Linked DNA regions of Mus musculus: region 2 is linked to region 1. Evidence: chromatin contacts called from public Hi-C data. All regions are on one chromosome and are shown on one strand. Each heading gives the region's core, a stretch centred on a gene start, on an enhancer-like site or on the middle of the called end of the contact. The rest is flanking DNA. Distances are from core to core; before and after follow the strand shown.

Region 1 (6,057 bases), core at 2,722-5,221:
GGTAGATATCTGTGTAGCTTTAGTGTACAAGGCTCATAAATATAAACGTTTCCTGTCTTTTATCTGGGAACTGAGTGATCTAAAGTGGGGTAGAAACCCCCGGTTGGGTTTTAAATGTTTATTACAGCATATTGGCTAAACCACCTCTGTCAAGAACTCACTTTTGCTTCCAGACAGGGGTCTAGGATGGCTGTCCTTGAACTGAGGTAAGAGGTGCCGAGGGAAGTAGTAGAGCCATTGAAAAGCTCTTGAGAGGACTCTATAGGAGTCTTGCTCTATTAGGTATGGTACAAACGTAGAGTCAGGGAAAGATGATCCTGGGGCTAAATAAAAGGACTGGTTAAGAAAGGTATCACAGAATTAGAGTATGGAGGAGTGATGGGAAGACTGGTCAGGGGAGAGAATACTGGATGCCTTTCTCTAATCTGCCAACTTTTCAAATCCCAATAATGGTGTTCTCAGGTCAGGAAAATTGTTAAGATGCAGTTACTGTGTCAACCTGAAGACCTGAGGTCAATTCTTTAGCCCATGTAAATCTGGATGAAGAAAAGCAACACCTAAATACCAAAATGTCATCTGACATAAAAATAGACATGTGTAAATAAACATGCACATTATCACAAACACATTATCACACACACACACACACACACACACCACATGCCCAAAGACATCCACCTACAAATAAACACATAAATGTGAGCCCACAGGCATATACACCTAAGCACACATGCATGAATACTGACACCTACAAGTATATGCTCACACCCATAAAGTACCTCACCTGTATACATACTCACATGACTCACAAATGGAGACACCTCATTCACGTGTATAGACACATGTATACACACATACTTCAAAGGCTTCTTTATAATTGTATGGCCAAGTTTTTTATTATGTACTCTTTTGCTAGGGGACCTGCCCCTTGTCCTCAGGAAACCAGGCTTGGGTTTCACTTCATGGTAACCCTGGCTTCATCCTTTTCATAATGTGTTGGATACCAATATCTCTCCAATCATGTTTTCATTTTCAGAAGTCTCTGGATGAGAAGGCTGAGGGTCCTAGAATGTCAACTGCATAACCAACATGGTAGCCAGTATTACAGCCTGCTACTCTGACCAAGAAACCCACGTCACAGATGGGGGTAGATGCATGGAGTTCCTACAAGGCAGACAACACTCAACAATGAGCGACAGGCATGCTAATTCCCCTGTTCAGCTTAGAATCTCTGTTTCCTCAGGAGGCTCTAGTCAATCTATGGAGAACTTCATTCCTTTGCTCCCTCTAAATCTCCTTCAATCATTGGAAGGTAAGTGGCCAGAGAAAGCAGGGCACTGACCCAGGCTGTGAGCAATAAGGAGTTCTTTACAACTACCTGCATCTCTCCCCACCTATCTATCATCTTTTGGCTTCTGACAGCTACAGTGTTAATTTGTTGTTTTTGTACTCTAGAAATTGAATATTTCAAATTGCCATCTCTGGCCTAAACAGAGCCTCAACAGCACTGTCTTTCAAAGCTTAGTGAAGAAGAAGCAGAAGGGTCATAAGTATCTGTGACTAGCTTGCCTTATTTACATATACTATCTTTAAAAAAAAAGAAACACATGACTAAGTATTTGTGGAGAAATATCAATACACCTCATGTCTCATAGGCTGATAATGCCACTTACTATGCAAACAGGAAAATGTCAAGAGCAGCAGGAAGGATAAACAGCTCCAAGGTCTGCTGTGTTAAAGAAAGCACCTGAGTGGTTCATTGCTCTTGCTGATGGAGAAGTTCCAGCATCTCAGGAGGTATCTCCCTCTTCTCTAGAGGTGGATTTGTTTTAGTCAGGATCTCAGGATGTGATCCAAACAGGTTAAAAGTCATGGACATTACTGCCTCTCTTTCCAAGCACCAGGACTTAAGTTGTGAGCCAGTATACACAGAATGCTTTTGCTTTTTGTCTTCTGGCTGAGTTACCTAATTGCCTTGAGCCTCAGTAAAAAAGAAGGAAAAGACATTAGCCACCTTTTGCCTAAAATTTCATGAAGCTCAAGGCTTTTGTTTTCCTCTCAGCTCTGAATTTTCTCATTCCATGTGCCTTCAGACACTGTTTAAATTCTCCATTTACTGCAGCCAAAAACATATCTGCTTAGACAAAGTTCATCCCATTAAGGCTAAACTCCCAGGATAATAAACAAGAGAAAGATTGACAATGTTTCCGGTCTCCCATTTCTTCCTCAGGTCCTCTACTTGCAGCCTCACTGTCTACCTGGAAAACTCCTTAAGAGCCCACAAAATGAGTGCCATTGTAATCTGTCTGGTACAAATCAGAGAGAGGTGGTGGCTGAGGACAAAGTCCATGTGCACTTGGCTAAAAATGTCCATGTTCCCAACTTTCTTACTGCTTGATATTTTCAGTCACCTCAAGCTTACTTTAGAACTCCAAAATCTCTAGTTCTCATTCCTGTAGTTTCTCTCTGCCTGTGTCCCAGTGCTGGGAAATGCAGAATGAGCAACCTGCCCTGCCATGGACTAGACTCAGTCAGTCTCTCACCCCATGGAGAAATCAGGGTTTCGGTACTTAGATGGGCAAGGAGTTGGCGAAAAGTGACAAACAGACATGAACTCAAGGGAGTATTGATCAGAATGTAATTTCTCAAAAGCAAGCATCAGACTTATAACACAGAAGAAAAACAAGGAAGTTAGGTGATACATCAGCCAAGGTACATCGAGATGCATAATGGCTCTTTACACAAAAACAGAGAAAATGCATGCATAAAAGCTAGCAGGAAATACCTAATTAAAAAAAATCAGGAAAAAAAAAAGCTATCAGGAACCAGGCAATATTACAACTGAGATAATATAAGCCCTATCTTAAATCAGCTATTCACAGGAGCCAGGTCAAAGGACTAATATGCTCAGGTGCAATGGTAGTCTATTGTTAAGGGACATCAGGGATCCCTTAGTAAATACCTAATTATGCTGTTCCTCTGGGCCTAGAAAAACATGCACCAGGGAAGTTCTATTCTGCTAACCATTTCATGAACAATACAATACTCTAGTTCTTCCTTAAACGACAACCCACTGCCACACACACTCCAGTGAAGTTTGCTTGACAGGCTGAGAAGCCAGGGAGCACTCACGAGGCATAGAGTTTCAAAAGGAACTCACTTCCTGGAGCTTTTGGCGTTCTCATTAACCTGTATACTCACACCCTATCTCTCCGTTAGCCCAGTGTATGGATCCCTGTGCTCTCTTTTAGTATTATTTTATTATAAGTGTCTTTTAAGATTGGATTCTGACATAGCTAAAGCCTCCCACCAGTGTTCCAAGGTTCCAGAAGCCGAGGAGCTTGGAATGCGGTAGGAGTGCAGTAAGGAAGTTACCTATTCAGTAACTAATTAAGCATTACAAAAGACGGAGCCAGCAGCTCAGGGCTGGTCTGCAGAGTGTTTACTAAGGACAGTAGCCAGTCTCACCCAAACAAGGGAATACTATGAAAGAGCCAGGGAACCCCACTGAGATATAAATCTTCAGTACAGGCTACATTGCATATTAGAAGCAAGTTGGTCAATTCTGACAAATGGAGATTCTCTACAGATACTTAAATGATACACTCATACAAGAAATTATCGGGGCCCAGGAAATAGGGGGGTTGTGGTATTGCAGTATTCATGAGAAGATCTGCTAAAGCAGAACTCCTGGTGGTGGGCTTAACAATAGACTAGCTTTACACCTGGCTTCCTTCTTAGTGGCAGCGGCCTGGTCCCTGCCTTCTTTTGATGTATACATTCCTTTTGTATTGTGTCACTGTAACTTGGTAGATGTATCTTGCCTGGTTTCTTGTTATTCTTCTGTATAAAAAGTTTTGATGCTTGACTTGACAAATTACGTTCAAATTCTACACTATCTCCTATGTGCATCTGTCTGTCATTTCCACTGACTCTTTGCCCACCTGCAACTAGAGACCCATTCCATGCAGACAAAGGGACCCAGAGGGTCTGCGGCAACCCACCTTCTTCCTAGACCATTGTAAATTCCTGCATATGGGAGTGCCTCAGCTGTTATTCTAAGTTTACTTTGTTGAAAGAGCCCTGAGATTTTTAGCTTTTATCCACTAAACTGTGATATCTGATTTCTTTCATTGTCTATCAATACTGGAGGCATTTTGTCTGAATGAGTAGCATTATCTATAATATAACACTGACAAGGACAAATCTGGAGAATTAGTGTGCCAAGGCTCCAGGAGATCAATTTCCATGAAACTTTTTGCCTCAGGACTGCATCTAAGCTTTTGGGCTTGCCACACAGACTTCACTGGAGTGGGTGTGGCACTGCCCCAAGACTGAGCAAACCTAGTGAGACTTATGAATAGGTGCAAGTTTCAAGAGTCCTGTGCTTATGATTTTCTATTTTCTTGATTTTTTTTAGAAGACTTTATGAGTGTGAGTGTTTGGTCTGCATGTAGTTATGTGCATTTCTGGTGACAACTGAGGTCCCCATAGTAAGTTAGCTTTCCTAGAACCAGAGTACAGAGCCTTGTAAGCCACAGTATAGCTGCTGAGATCAAATACAATCCAAGGATTGAATGTGATTCTCTTTAGCCCTGAACCTTCTCTTGAGTTCCATGCACTATCTTTAAAGTAAGTGGTACTCTGGAGAGCACTGTAGATCAGAATGCTTTCTTTCCTTCTGGTCTTTTGATCTAGGAGTGATGAACTGGCTGCTCAACCTAGGATTTTAGCAATAAAACAGCTTCTCTTAAAATTCTGTTGGCCTGCAGAATGTTGGACTGGTGTTTTGGGGATGTCTGTGTCTCCAGCTGTGGTATGGAAAAATATAACCTCTATCTTCACTTATATCAGACAAGCAAACAGCAGGCGTGAGCACAATAGGGAAGTATAGAACAGGGGAATGGAGAAAAAGAGGGTTTCTGTTGCTAAGGCAGGCATGGAATCAAATGGAGGGTTACAGCGAGGACAACTACAGATCTACTTCCTACCCTCACCTAGTCTGAGACATCAAAGGGTAAGAGATATCCAGTGGTAAGAAAACTGTGCACTGTAGTGATGGAAGGGTCATCAGTATGGATTCCATGAATGATCCATTTGATGAGCGTTGACTTGTGGAAATGGATAAGAGCTCATTATTCTCAGGGGGGACTAGCTAGTGAGCCCCTCGCTGTACTTGAGGATCCAGCTGAAATCATTCTCTACCCATGATATTCACTCCTGTCATTTAGTTTCACAAATTCCTGAGCAACCTTTGAATAACTAGCTTAGTTCATAAAGAAAAGTTCAATATTGCTTCCAGCTTCACACCAACTTAGGCAAGGACCAAGGACCTAAGACTTGACAGGTTAATTTAGGAGGCTGGGTGTCCAGGCAATGTAACCACTAAGTTGTATCAGACTCAGAAAAGGCTTTAATAACTAAGCTGACGACTGTGAGTCTTTAGAAAGTAAATGGGAGGACACACCTGAATGAACACCTCATGCTGTTTCTGAAAGCCATGGGTTATCACAGACACATTCAGTCCCAGGTAGGAGATACCCCTAAAGTAATTTTAACTAGGAGGCCTGAAGCTTCCATCCCCAAACAGGCCAGTACTGTTTTTCTTGGGTATATACCAGAAGTATATAAGTGCCTACTGTTGAAGACACCACAGTTCAGTCTTGGCACATAGAGAAATGATCTGAGCCTGGCCAACTTACTCCTTGCTGCCTAGATTTCTCTGTCCAGTGTGGTGAATATGCATATAGAGCTGGGAGAGAAGTCCTGTTGTTACCAGCAGTGGATATGCTTCAATACTGACCTGCTGGGGAGGATATGCCTACAGATGCAACCAAGGCACCATTGCTAAAACAGTAACTGATGCTTTCTGGTTGAGTTTCCATTTCACAGGATAGGATTAATAGCTGGCACTCTAAATTTGGTCCTAAACCCATACAGTGGTACTTAACAGACTATGAGGAGACATGCTATTGTCATTTTGGACACGTCAAACTGCTTCCTACATATGTTTATGTCCATAGATTACTGCTGCTTTCTTTGTTAATCAGAGAAACT
Region 2 (6,917 bases), core at 3,598-6,097, 560 kb after region 1:
AGAGAGAGAGAGAGAGAGAGAGAGAGGAATATCATACAAAGCTCTAAATGGGAATGTCTCCAGCCAGTCCCTCAGGGAATAGTCCAGGGAACCCCATAGAAGGAGGATAGGAGAGAGAAAAGACCCTGGACTCCATGAGAACAAGACTCTCACATGAACTCACATAGAATTAAGCAGCACTCACAGAGGCTATCCTAGTCTGTAACAAGTTTTCTGCATATATACAGTAGCTTTTAGCTTAGTATTTCTATGGGGCTTTTAAATGTGTAAATGAGTGTGTTTCTGATTTTGTGCTCTCTCTTAGTGCTCCTTTATTTCTATGTTGGCTTCTCTTGTCCAACATTGGTTTGATGGTTTTGCCTTTATGTTTTATTTTATTTTTTATATTTTGTTGTTAACTCTTTGAAGCCTGTTTATTTCTAATGAGAGAGAGAAATAGAATGGATCCAGGTGAGAGACAAGGTAGGGTGGAACTGGGAGGAGTAGAGAAAAGGGGAACTGTATCCAGTTTATATTCTATTAAAAATTATTTGTGTAATAAAAGGGAAAGAAACACATTTTTAAAAGTTTAATGAAATCTGGTTATGAATTTGATTAGGATCAGGGTGAGCAAAATATTGGGTGAGTTGAAGGAGAAAAAGGAAGAGAAAAAGATGTTGAAAATAGTAAACCTATAAAACAAAATACTTTACAAAAAATTTATTTTAAATCACCTCATTATTTTGGAAAGAATCTATGTTGTCTTTGTGAAAGTTTGTACACACATTTGGAGTTTATGAGTTTTGACTTTCAGACATGCCATATATCTATAATCATTTCATAATTTGAAGCAAATTCAAATTACTTTAAAGTTAGTCTTATCACTGTAGATCAGTATATATAAGCAATGATCAAATAAGTAAGATCAAACCTTCTTGAAGCATAACAAAATAGTACTTTCTGGCCTTGGTGTGATGAGGATGCATTGAGACAGAGTATCTCTTGAGTTCTGGCTTTCTTTTCTTTTCTTTTCTTTTCTTTTCTTTTCTTTTCTTTTCTTTTCTTTTCTTTTCTTTTCTTTTCTTTTCTTTTCTTTTCTTTTCTTTTCTTTTCTTCCTTCCTTCCTTCCTTCCTTCCTTCCTTCCTTCCTTCCTTCCTTCCTTTCTTTCTTTCTTTCTTTCTTCCTTCCTTCCTTACTTTCTTTCTTTCTTTTTTTTTTCGTTTTTGAGAATTTTTTTAATTAGATGTTTTCTTCATTTACACTTCAAATATTATCACCTTTCCTAGCTTCCTCTCTGAAAATCCTCTATAACCTTTCCCCTCCCCCTGCTCCCCAACCCACCCACTTGCACTTCCTGGACCTGGCATTCCCCTATACTGGGGCTTAGAATCTTCGCAAGACCAAGGGCCTCTCCTCCCATTGATTGTGGACTGGGCCATCATTTGCTACATATGCAGCTAGAGACATGAGGTCTGGGGGTACTGGTTAGTTCATATTGTTGTTCCACCTATAGGGTTATAAACCCCTTCAGCTCCATGGGTACTTTCTCTGACTCTTTCATTGGGGACCCTGTGATCCATCCAATAGATGACTGTGAGCATCCACTTCTGTATTTGCCAGGCACTGACATTGACCCTGATATAGCTGTTTCCTGTGATTTCTGGCTTTCTTGGAGGTGACTTTGCAACCAAGACAGGCCTCAAACCATCAAGATCCTTCGAACTCTGCATAAAGACTGCTTGGCTTAAAAATGTGTGTCACAGTTCCTGACTTTGAGGTGGTTCAATCTCTACTTTAATGTTTTACTCTGTCCTATGTCATGAAAATATAGTCTAATAAGCATTAAATGAAAAGTTTTACTAATGGGACTGTGTTTTGATTTTGGATAGAATTTAGAATCACTGATTTAGAGAGTTTGCTCTTGTGAATACTTGCTCAAACAACACTAAATTTTGTTGAGACCACTGTAGATGAAGTGTGTCTGATTATAATCTTTTACTGATCACCTTTATAGCACAATTTCCTGTATCAAATAACTATCACACAATTATGAAAAGGACAAGAAGACACATGATAATTCCATAATATCTATGCTGTCATGCTGCTGACCTATCAGGAAATGAACTCTCCGAAGTGGAAACAGAAAGTATTCCAAGGAAAGGAGCTGATCAGAGAACTGGGAGCTTTGATATCAATCTTACCACAAAACTGCAAACAAAAGCAGCTTGGAAAAGAGAAGTTACACTAGGTATGTCACACCTAAAACCCACCACAAGGCCCATGATTTTTTCAAATTATTGCTTTCTGATAGAGGTTTGATTTATTGTGAATCTGCTAAGGACTAAGTTGAATAGATAAAACTATAATCTCAATGAGCCCACCTCACCTCTTCAAACAGCAGGCAATGAGAGAAAGAAAACAAACTCCTCCGTATATGCTTTGCTATAAAAAGTAAGATTCTGTGAACTTTCTTTTAATTCACGCAACAGCTACTAAAAATTTTATTTAGTAGCTGGTGTAGCTGTTTATTTAGTAGCTCTAAATTACAAAATAATTTAGAGATGTGTTCAATGGTATATATTTATAAACTCATGAATAAAAGGTTGTTCTTCTAATAAAAGAGAATAAGGAGAAATATATACATGCATGCAAACTGTTTTCATTTTCAATGTATGTTTTAGTGGGAAATTTTTCATATATTAATAGAAAATAAGTTAAAATATATTCAATATACAGTCTGCCACTTTTTTTGATTTATGGTGCCTTTTGCTTTATGTAAGCATTTTAGTCCCATAAGGTCTTATTTATTAATTGATAATCTTAGTGCCTGAAATATTAGTGTCCTTTTCAGAAACTCTTCTCTTGTGTCAATAAATTCATGACTATTCCCCAAGCTATTTTCTATCAGGTTCAGTGTGTCTGGGTTTATGTTGAAGTTTTTGATCCACTTAAGAATTTAATATTGAACAGAGTGCTGCATACGGATCTATTAGTATTCCTCTGCATGCAGGCATCAAGTTTAACTGGCATCATTTGTTGAAGATGCTTTTGTTTTCCACTTCCTATTTCTGGCTTCTTTATCAAAAATCAGGTGTCAGTATATGCTTGAATTTATATACGTGTCTTAATTTCAAAGTAAAATCAGAAAGAGATAGAGGATCCAGTGTCTACAGCTCATAGGAAGTTGGAGCACTTAGGAATGAAACTTCAAATAATTATACACTTTTACTGACTGCAAAACAGAGATAGGAGCCTCATTAAGAATGTGAGTAATAATTGATCATAATTATTACACAAAGGGAAATCAGAGTAAGCCTCCACTAGCAATCTGACTTTCTAAAACTGGATCCTCAGACTTGCTTAAATGGCAATTCTCATTTACAGTTTAACTGTATTACTCAGCATTTTAGTTGAACAAATTCAGTGATGGTATTAAAGATGCAAACTTTCAGGCTAGTATATTGTTCAAAGAGGCTAGGAAGTTGTACTTTGATCCTATGATGTCTTGAGGCCCAAGCTAGATGGAGCCCTCTTGTATCTAGAAAATTACCAGACTCAGGATCATCTAGCTCCCAGATATGCAAGAAAAATAACCTTATTGTACATAAGCTATCTGCTGTGTGACAGTCACAGTAGCCTCAATATCAGAATGTCATTAAGAGTCTTTTTATTGATATGTTCTTTTAGTGAAATAATAGTTTTGGGGTTTTTCTCTATGAATGTAGTCTAGCCTTCAGACAAAATAATTTAAAGATGTATCCAATGGTGTATATTTATAAACACATGAATAAATGGTTGTTCTTCTAAGAAAAATATTAGCATTCTCTCTATTGCATGAGTAATATCACACTCTTTCCCTTCCATCTAAGCCTTCCCATCTAAGTTCCCCAGGAACACAGCATGACATCCATTATTGTATTACATAAGCTTTTCACCCAGAATTCTTTATGTGCCTTATAGTACCATTTAACTCTCAGTTCTCAATGTCTCTTAACATAATAACTCACCTCTTCTGCAGGTAGTACTGGAAAGTACCATTTTATTGCCTATCAATGGTCTAGTTTTTTTCTCAACAATCTGAGACACCCCTTGTTTTATAGGCTGAGTACTTTACCAGATTACTTGAAGTAATCCCCATGGTCCATTGATAACTTTCTTTGGCCATGTTTCACTTGGTCCATAGTAAAAAGTTGAATGATTGATCAGAATGGCCAGACATTGTGAGAGAGAGAGAGAGAGAGAGAGAGAGAGAGAGAGAGAGAGAGAGAGTGTGAGAGTGTGTGTGTGTGTGTGTGTGTGTGTGTGTGTGTGGTCAGAAGAGAGTAGATTTATGACAAGTAAGAAAGCCCTGATCAAGAATAAGCTATGTTGCTCAGGATTATGACACACCTGTGATTAACATGGGGCATCTTCCTTATGCCTCCTCATATAGGTGTGTATGTGTGTAGGTTACTGGACTTCTGTGTGTCTTCCCATCTTATTCTGTTTTCATCAAAGACAGCACAGCCTGTGTCATTACCTTTACGGGGATAAGTTAGCCCAGTATTTCAGTTCCCTGACTCTTTGACCTTGTCACCAGGTCAGCTTCATTGGGTGTTCAGAAAATACTACTGTCATTGAGAAACCAAGGGCTACTTCCATTGTTATCTCAGAGTCTATACAGAGGTCCTGAAAGAAAATTCTTCTCCAAACAAACCACTCAGACTGGCATGATCTTGACTTGACTGATACCTGCCATTAATACTTTGTTTTATGCATGCACAGTTAAAAAAAATCCAACATCTTTTAAGAGAAGCAGAATCAGTAGATTCATTACAGAATAAAAAGGAGGTAGCCTGGTGTTGTGGATAAGCCTGGGGCTAATTATGTTTGATGCTAATTCCGTTCTCCTGTAAGTGGCTGGGAACAAGGAGTGAGTCAGCACTCAGGTGATTTCCTGTAAACCTGCTTCCCATCTTAATTTGTAAAATAAAGGAGAGCTGATGATCATGCAGATAAAAGGGAAGGTGGAACAGAAGGTGTGTGTGTGTATGTGTGTGTGTGTGTGTGTGTGTGTGTGTGTGTGTGAGAGAGAGAGAGAGAGAGAGAGAGAGAGAGAGAGAGAGAGAGAGAAAATGGAAGAAGGAGAGGACAGAGAAGAGGAGGAAGATGAAGAAAAGCAGAGCAGAAGCAAATGGCCTGGAGAAACTTCAAGTTCTAAGGGGTCTCATAAGCTGTGGAAGATGGCAGTGTAGTGGCATGAGCCCAATCTAGGCACACAGCATGTAATCATATTAACTGTGTTGTGTTTTTATTGCCCGGGCAAATTTGGGAAGAGATTTACTGCAACAGCCTGGTAATGAATAGATCATCAAGATGATTTTGCAAAATATGGTGTAATATAATTTATCCTCTAATTAAAATAAATCATGTTTCTTCAGCAAGCAAAATGAAGTTAAGTACTGCTTAGGACCTTGAAGCATGTTACACAAGGATCAGATTTGAAATCAGGGGCCACCGAAAGTATCTGTGCGAAGATGAGGCTTATCCAGGGATGTGTTTCGGGCACCTAAGGGATTTAAAGAATGGACCAAGAAAACTCTTTTTTTTTTTTTACCTTATTTCCCTCTCATGTCTCCTCTCAGTGTCTCCCTCTAACCTCACCTCCTCCATTCCCCTGTCCATTTTCTCAAAGGAGGTGAGGCCTCCCATAGATATCAATCCAACTTGATATATAAAATTGCAGTAGAATTAGGCACAGCTCCTATTGTGGCTGGACAAGGCATCCCAGTTAGGGAAAAGGAATCCAAAGGCAGGCAACAGAGTCAGAGACAGCCTCTGTTCCAGTTGTTAGAGATCCCACATGAAGTCAAAACTGTACATCTGTTGCAAATATTTAGGGGTCCTAGCTTTGACCAATACAGGCTCTCTTCTCTGATTGGTGGTTCACTCTCAACGAGCCCCTATGAGCTAAGATTAGTTGATTATGTAGGTTTTCTTGTTGTGTTCTTGATCTCTCTGGCTTCTCCAATCTTTTCTCTTCCTCTTCTATACTCAAGCTCTGCCTAATGTTTGTCTGTGGATCTCTCTGCATCTGTTTCCATCAACTGCCGAAGATCCAGAAATCACGCCTGCTGTGGATGTGAACAGGTAAGATGTTGAAGTTCATATTGTCTCTTAGCCATGTCAGGTTCTGTAGCTCAGTTACAGCAGCCAACACTTTAATCTCTGTCTGCCCTTTCTTTGTAGAACTGGAATCTCGCAAAAATCTCATAATAATAAAGCAGAGTGCTAGGAAATGCAGCAGTTAAATGGCTTTAAAGGAAACAGACATAAAAGGGAGACATAGTTCACTTGTCCAGATGGTGATATAAAACAGAGGTGAAAGTCGAGGTCTGTGAATATAAAACCATGCTTCAGGAAACTTAAAGATTCCGAACGTGCATTTGGGAAATTGAACTGAAGAGATGGCACATTACCCCTGGGAAACAAATGGGTACTCTTAATTCTGAAGGTGGCTACTGTCAAAACTTTGACATTTTTGCCATTACTGAGATCTCTTGCCTCAAGGGAACCCCAGGCTCGGAATCTATCTAGAACAAGGATACTCACACACATGACCCACTTAAAATGAGGCAGGAAATTCCCTCCTCACTCTCCGTGTTCAAAGGAAATTTGAAGAAATTTAAGCAGCATAGACTATTAATCAATACTCTGGCTGTCTGACCAGCTGAGTCCCTCACATACCTAATAAGGTTTTAACTCTCCTGTCCCTTTATATGCCTGGCTTATTCTATATTAGCAGCTATTTGGCCAGAATTTCAGAGGCCTGATATGGCAGCTTGAAACTCCCATCTATTCTGGTAAAAGTGCTTCTGGGTTATGTCATCATCCTTCCATGATTTTCTACATACTATAATAGTCAAAATGTCTTAACACCTATTTTCAGGACAGAAAT

What was found. A called contact is a pair of places that touch in the nucleus more often than the background predicts.
Region 2: a contact with region 1 is called in a Hi-C map of embryonic stem cells, with 4 times the contacts expected there. The contact joins two enhancer-like sites. A contact is called at or near these places in 2 of 484 Hi-C or Micro-C datasets (both in embryonic stem cells), 5 of 115 datasets of contacts at active chromatin or transcription factors (all in embryonic stem cells) and 1 of 9 other capture datasets (embryonic stem cells).

The regions. Positions count from the first base shown.
Region 1 is chr7:52,160,705-52,166,761 of GRCm38.p6, forward strand. No RefSeq gene overlaps it. Among named protein-coding and RNA genes, the nearest start is that of Gm51482, 90 kb to the left of the region's middle. Within about 2 kb of position 3,972, at least 2 of the 459 cell types and tissues checked have an H3K27ac peak or open chromatin away from gene starts, as enhancers often do. A contact at or near this core is called in embryonic stem cells, where this site is marked.
Region 2 is chr7:52,721,839-52,728,755 of GRCm38.p6, forward strand. No RefSeq gene overlaps it. Among named protein-coding and RNA genes, the nearest start is that of Gm33898, 160 kb to the right of the region's middle. Within about 2 kb of position 4,848, at least 6 of the 459 cell types and tissues checked have an H3K27ac peak or open chromatin away from gene starts, as enhancers often do. A contact at or near this core is called in embryonic stem cells, where this site is marked.